Regions from separate parts of the Mus musculus genome. Here region 1 is linked to region 2. Evidence: chromatin contacts called from public HiChIP or PLAC-seq data. All regions are on one chromosome and are shown on one strand. Each heading gives the region's core, a stretch centred on a gene start, on an enhancer-like site or on the middle of the called end of the contact. The rest is flanking DNA. Distances are from core to core; before and after follow the strand shown.

The links. HiChIP or PLAC-seq counts read pairs in DNA pulled down with a chosen protein or histone mark.
Region 1: a contact with region 2 is called in a CTCF HiChIP or PLAC-seq map of the NIH/3T3 cell line, with 21 read pairs. The contact joins the promoter of Runx2os3 here to the enhancer-like site in region 2. A contact is called at or near these places in 4 of 39 promoter capture datasets (frontonasal cranial neural crest, maxillary cranial neural crest, pre-B cells and 1 more), 2 of 15 datasets of contacts at CTCF or cohesin (CD8 T cells and the NIH/3T3 cell line), 1 of 484 Hi-C or Micro-C datasets (the G1E-ER4 cell line) and 3 of 115 datasets of contacts at active chromatin or transcription factors (CD8 T cells, embryonic fibroblasts and embryonic stem cells).

Annotation. Positions count from the first base shown.
Region 1 is chr17:44,560,563-44,563,262 of GRCm38.p6, forward strand. It overlaps Runx2os3 (a long non-coding RNA gene), which reads left to right and starts at 1,413. Exons shown (of 2, transcript XR_876810.3): 1 at 1,413-1,544; 2 at 1,990-2,149. It also overlaps a transcript of Runx2 not described here.
Region 2 is chr17:44,526,546-44,529,245 of GRCm38.p6, forward strand. It overlaps a transcript of Runx2 not described here. Among named protein-coding and RNA genes, the nearest start is that of Runx2os3, 34 kb to the right of the region's middle. Within about 2 kb of position 1,391, at least 16 of the 459 cell types and tissues checked have an H3K27ac peak or open chromatin away from gene starts, as enhancers often do. A contact at or near this core is called in the NIH/3T3 cell line and embryonic fibroblasts, where this site is marked.

The DNA of each region.
Region 1 (2,700 bases), core at 163-2,662, 34 kb after region 2:
GAAGTGTTTGTTTGAGGAAGCTCAGCGTGGATGCTTTTGTGCTGGCATGCACGAAACTGTCCAACTTCAGAGCCACCTGCATGACACACAGACTCTATCCTCACAGTGATAGGCAAGTTAGAAATATCTTTTATAGCTAGACTTAAAGAGGGGCTGGAGAGATAACTCAGTGGTTAAGAGTACTTGCTGTCTAATCGTGGGGACCAGGGTTCAGATCCCAGCACCCACATAACAAGCCAATCACCTTCAAACATCTATAAGTCCTGCTTCGTGGGAGCTGGTGCCCTCTTCTAGCCTCTACACAAGTAGACATGAGCGCACTTGCACACCTGCACGCACGAATGTGTGTGCATACAAACACTAAACAATTAATTAACAAGCACCTGAATTTTAAAAACTCTTACTGGTATAAACTCTTTTCTCTATAAGTATTTTTTATGAAATGAGGTCTCACTCTATATAACCCAGGCTGACCTAGAACTCACTACACTGTTATCCAACATAGCCTCTATACCCACAGTAATCCATCTGCTTCAGCCCCTCCAACAGTGGAATTACAGGCATGTGTTACTGTGCCCAGCTCCTTGCTGGAAATCAGGTGTTCCCATGGAGAAAACACTTGAAGGATTAACATAGTCTCTCATACGGGAGAGGACAGTTCACCAAAACATATATAACAACATCAAGCAAATCCACTCGGGCTGTGGGGGCTAGACTGATTGATAGATGCAGGTGACGTCACAGGCCTTGATTGACTGATAGATGCAGGTGACGTCACAGGCCTTGATTGGCATAGCCTCAGCTTCTGTACACAACATTTCCCGGAACTCACTAGCCAGAGAGCAGATTTCCAGTATCCCTTTCCTACCTTCCCTTTACAAGTACAATTCTCAGAGTTCTTCTCTTTAATTTCCCCTCTCTTCTGGTTTCTACACCTCTCTTTAAAAATTACACACACACACACACACACACACATATGGTTAAATAAATATATTTAAATGTGTTTATACATGTGTATCTGTGTGTGGGTATATGCATGAATGCAGGTACCCATGATATCCAGAAGAGGATGTCAGACTCCAGGATACAAGAGATGCAGGCAGCTGTGGGCAACCTGACACGTTTCCTGGGAACTCCAGGTCTCTATAGGAGCAGTATGTGCTCTTGATCCCTGAGCCATTTTTCGAGACCCGGCTTCCTGCAACTTTGAGAGTATCTTTCAATCCCAGGTCTTTCTTCGGGCACCAGCTTTCTCCTTGCCTTTGTCTCTAGCCATCCTCCAAATCTCTCAATGAGCTGTTTGCGGACACCCTAAAAGAATACCTGTGCAACTTTAAGATGACATCTCAGTTTCTTCACAGTGAATTTCGATGTCACAGAGGACCTGCCGCCTGGCATTCTGTTTGCGAAGATTCCATTGTTCAATTATGGGAAATGTCTGCTGAATAACCTAGACAGCATAGCAGTGATGCTGTCAATCCCATTAGCCAAGCCAGGCTCCCTCTCCTCAGAGATACTGGAGCTTCATCTTTCTACTCAGATAAGTGAGATGCTGTGTTCCCAGGGGGGACTTGTTTCAGAATTGTTATTCCTCACAGGCAGATGGGATGAGTAGGCTGCTGGCTGATTTTTAGCCACACATATGCACATACATGCATTCATTGGGGGGGTCTCTGTGTCAAGGAAAAGACAGGACACTCTGCTCCTTTCCCTAGAGCTCATAGCTTTCTTCCCCCTGAAACTCACCCTTGGAAGAATTGCCTCTCGAAAGATCCCACAGATGAGACTTGGGAGATATGCAGATCCCACAGCGATGCCCTACAGTGAGCTGGAGATAAACTGAAGGGTGCCTTTAAGGGCCCCAAGGGAAGGACTTTGAGAAGGGAAGAAGGGATGGGAGGTGCAGAGGTGTGTTCCAAGGCTGTTGGGCTCAGAAGGGTCTGCCAGAAAGCTAAAGATCTAAGTCAAGACCTATGGTATCTCCTGCAGGAATCTCCAGGCACCTTGGGAGGATGGACAGTCTGGGCTCATTTGATGAAGAGTCTGCTGCAAGCTCATGGGGACTTGACTTCTGATCCCCAGAAGTCATGTAAAAGCCATGCATGGTGACACGCATCAGGAGCCTCTGATCTAGGAATGCAGAGCTAGGCAGGTCCCTAGGGCTCATTGGCCACCCAGCCACACAAAATAAGTCCCCATTTCAATGAGAGGCACCATCTCAAGAATAAAAATGAGGGGCAGAGCAGTTGAGAATGGCTCCCAAAGTCAACCTCTAGCCTATAACACTAACACACACACACACACACACACACACACACACACACACACACACACCCCACAGAGAGAGGGGTGGTATGTGTACCTCATGACACAAGACAGGATTTATTCTGGAGCAAACAGAGAACAAAGAAGTACCTGCTGTGCCCCACAGGATTTGGGGTCCTTCCTTGGGGTTATATCACAGGGACCATCTTGAAGGCGCACTGCCATCAAATGATGGACAGGCTCCTTCCTAAAGACTTCTATCCAACAGCTTTGTGTCACAGCAAAGCCAAGGTTTATGCAGAAAGCAACTAGTAGCTTGGTTAGAAAAGCCTCGCCTATGCTCTTTTCAGACACTTAGGCCATCTAAATTCCAGGACCCAAGTACAATAAAAATAGCAGAGGTGGGAGCCGTGCCTATGGGAAGAGATCATATCC
Region 2 (2,700 bases), core at 141-2,640:
CATATTAAATTACCTCTAGTAAATTATTTCACATGGGTTTTGTTTTTATTTTTTATTGTTTGGGGAAACATTGGCTGATACTGATCTGTCCCACCCTAGGGATTCGAACTTGCCAGAAACTTCCAACATTTTAAAGTTACTTGGACCGGCACCTTTTTTTTTTTTAAATTACTTGTAGACAACAACACCCAGAGTGTGACAGAAGAGGAAAATCAAATGGCATCTGCGTGCCCAGCATTTATGTGGCGTTATCAGGGTCATGGAGGAATGAATTCAGGTTTTCCTCCCCTAACCAGTAGCAGCAGGCGTACATTAGGATATTTTCTGAGACTTGGTCATAGGTCTCTGCTCATCCCTGCTATAATGTATTACTTAAAGTCAAAATCTTCCATCCATTCACCAGAATATATTGAGCATCCGATGAAACCCAGGGAAACAAGCTAGTAGTTAGGCAGGCTCTTCAAGTTCATCTCCCACCGGTCCCCATCACAAGGACTTCAAGAGAGGGCAGGGCATGTTCTTTCAGGAAAGACTGCATTGTCTTTCTTCCTCAAGTCCACGCAGAGTCAAATATGCTGATCACTCTTATCTATGCTGTGTGAGATGTGGCCATGCATCATTTGGCCTACTGAGTCAAGGTTGCCTTGTCCTACATCTTCAGAGACTTCAATATCTTCCCTCCTCCTCCTCCACCTCCTCCTCTTCTAAGCCCCACAGACTCTGCTGCTCCTCAGATCCTTCAGATCCATGTCCATCTCATCTTTCCTGACAGTCTCAGACCTTTTCCTCAGCACCTGATATGGGATCTGACAAGTAGAAATCCATGCAAGCATTTGTTGAATGGCCGATGGCATGCTGTGATGTTTGGAATGGGGAATAGCCACTGATGTGTTAATTCAGCATTGACCATTGGTGTGAGGACAGTACCACACTCATGCTTGGTCATCACTGGAGTCATAGGCAAGACAGACAGACAGACAGACAGACACACAGACAGACAGACAGACAGACAGACAGACAGACAGACAGACAGACAGAGACAGAGACAGAGAGAGGTGGGGATCAATGCTGGATCCCCATAGCCAAGCAGAGTTCAATTAGAGTCTACATGGACAGGCTGACTGCCATAGGAAAACCAACAAAACTAGTTTTATCTCAAATTTTGGCCTGTTATTTAAAAAAAAAAATCAAGTTTTCTAAGGAAATGTTTGAGCATTTATATCCCAGATGCCCTGCCCCTCCCCCCCCCCAAAAAGTTAACTCAGTGTGACTCGTAACTTAAATTCTTCTATGAGCATCCCCATCTCAGTTACAGTAAATATGGCTCATAGCAGACCAAATAGGCAAGCATCTTTGTCATCTTCCTTCACCAAAATGACCTGGGAACTCAACTCTCAGGAAGAAAGCCCTCTGGCATACAGATTAGATGCTGACCACAGGAGAGTATCTGTCAGTAGCTGTTAGACACTCCCTCTTTCCAGATCTCAAACTCCAATCTTTATTTATTAAAGAGAGAGCTATGCACCCACAAGGCTTAGACCTGTGCCAAGCTGACTAAAACTAACAAGAGCCCAAAGGGAACTAAGCACACACTTAGAGCCACACCGATCTTTCTACCAAACCTGGGCTATCATTTCCTAGTACACAACTAAGAGGATTTCTGATCCTGCTTGCTTTGGCCATCAAAACATCTTTGCATACCCTTCCTTTACCCATCCACTGGCTGGGTGCATACTGGCCTTGACCTTGGAGAAGACAGTCTCTTCTCTCTTAGCCTCCTCAGTTCCTGCTCCACCCCTGCATGTCCGGTCCTGACAAGAGCCACCCACACTCCAACCTGTGGGTAGCTCCCCCCCCCACTCCAAGGAGAAAACAAAACAAAGAACCAATCAAAAGCATGGCTGAAGATTAGATAGCAGATTTTAACCAGCTCAGAAGCCATGTCGAATTATCACCCAGTGCCTTATGACACATGACGACACCGTAACATTCAAAGATGAATGAAGGATGGCTGGCCTTCAGTGTCCCCCTACCTTGTCAAGGTACAGTGGCAAAGGGTTGCCCCTTCTCTGCCTTCTGGGCAGGAAGTCTTCTTCGGCTTTTGCATTCCATCCAAAAGACAAAAGAGGGGGTGGGTTTCTCTGAACCCTTGCCAGGCCGTACTGAGGTGGGTGTTGGGTCTTTTGAAACTGTCAGAGTGAGCATGCTTCTGATTATAGGGTTCCCAAGACTCTGAGCCAGCCTTTTTTTTTAAGCACATACATTTTCTTCCTGGACCAGAGCCACGTTGCTCTGGCTATGTTAATCCCCCCAGTAGTCACACTGCTTCCCAGGGCATCCAGGGAGTTGCTTGTTTTAGGGAAATCCTGTCAGTTTGAACTCGGTTCAAGAATGTGCCCAGAGTACTTCAGGCCAGGAGAAAAGAAGATTCTGCCTGGAGAGTTGAAAGTACTTGATAGTGTGGGGAGAGGTGATCTTGGAGTCAGGAAGTAATGAGTAGATTCAAGGAGTCAGTTAGCCCTATGGCCATCTGACCTGTGACCTTGGAGATGAACTCGCTACTGGAAGACTCTCAGAATGACTGACAGGTGAAGGTTGGTTTTATACTAGTGAGGCCAACTGAAGGGAAGGAACCTCCTCTTCTTATAGGTTCTCTGGGCCCCTGTTGGTGTCTGAGAGACAGACTTCTCAGTAGCGTCT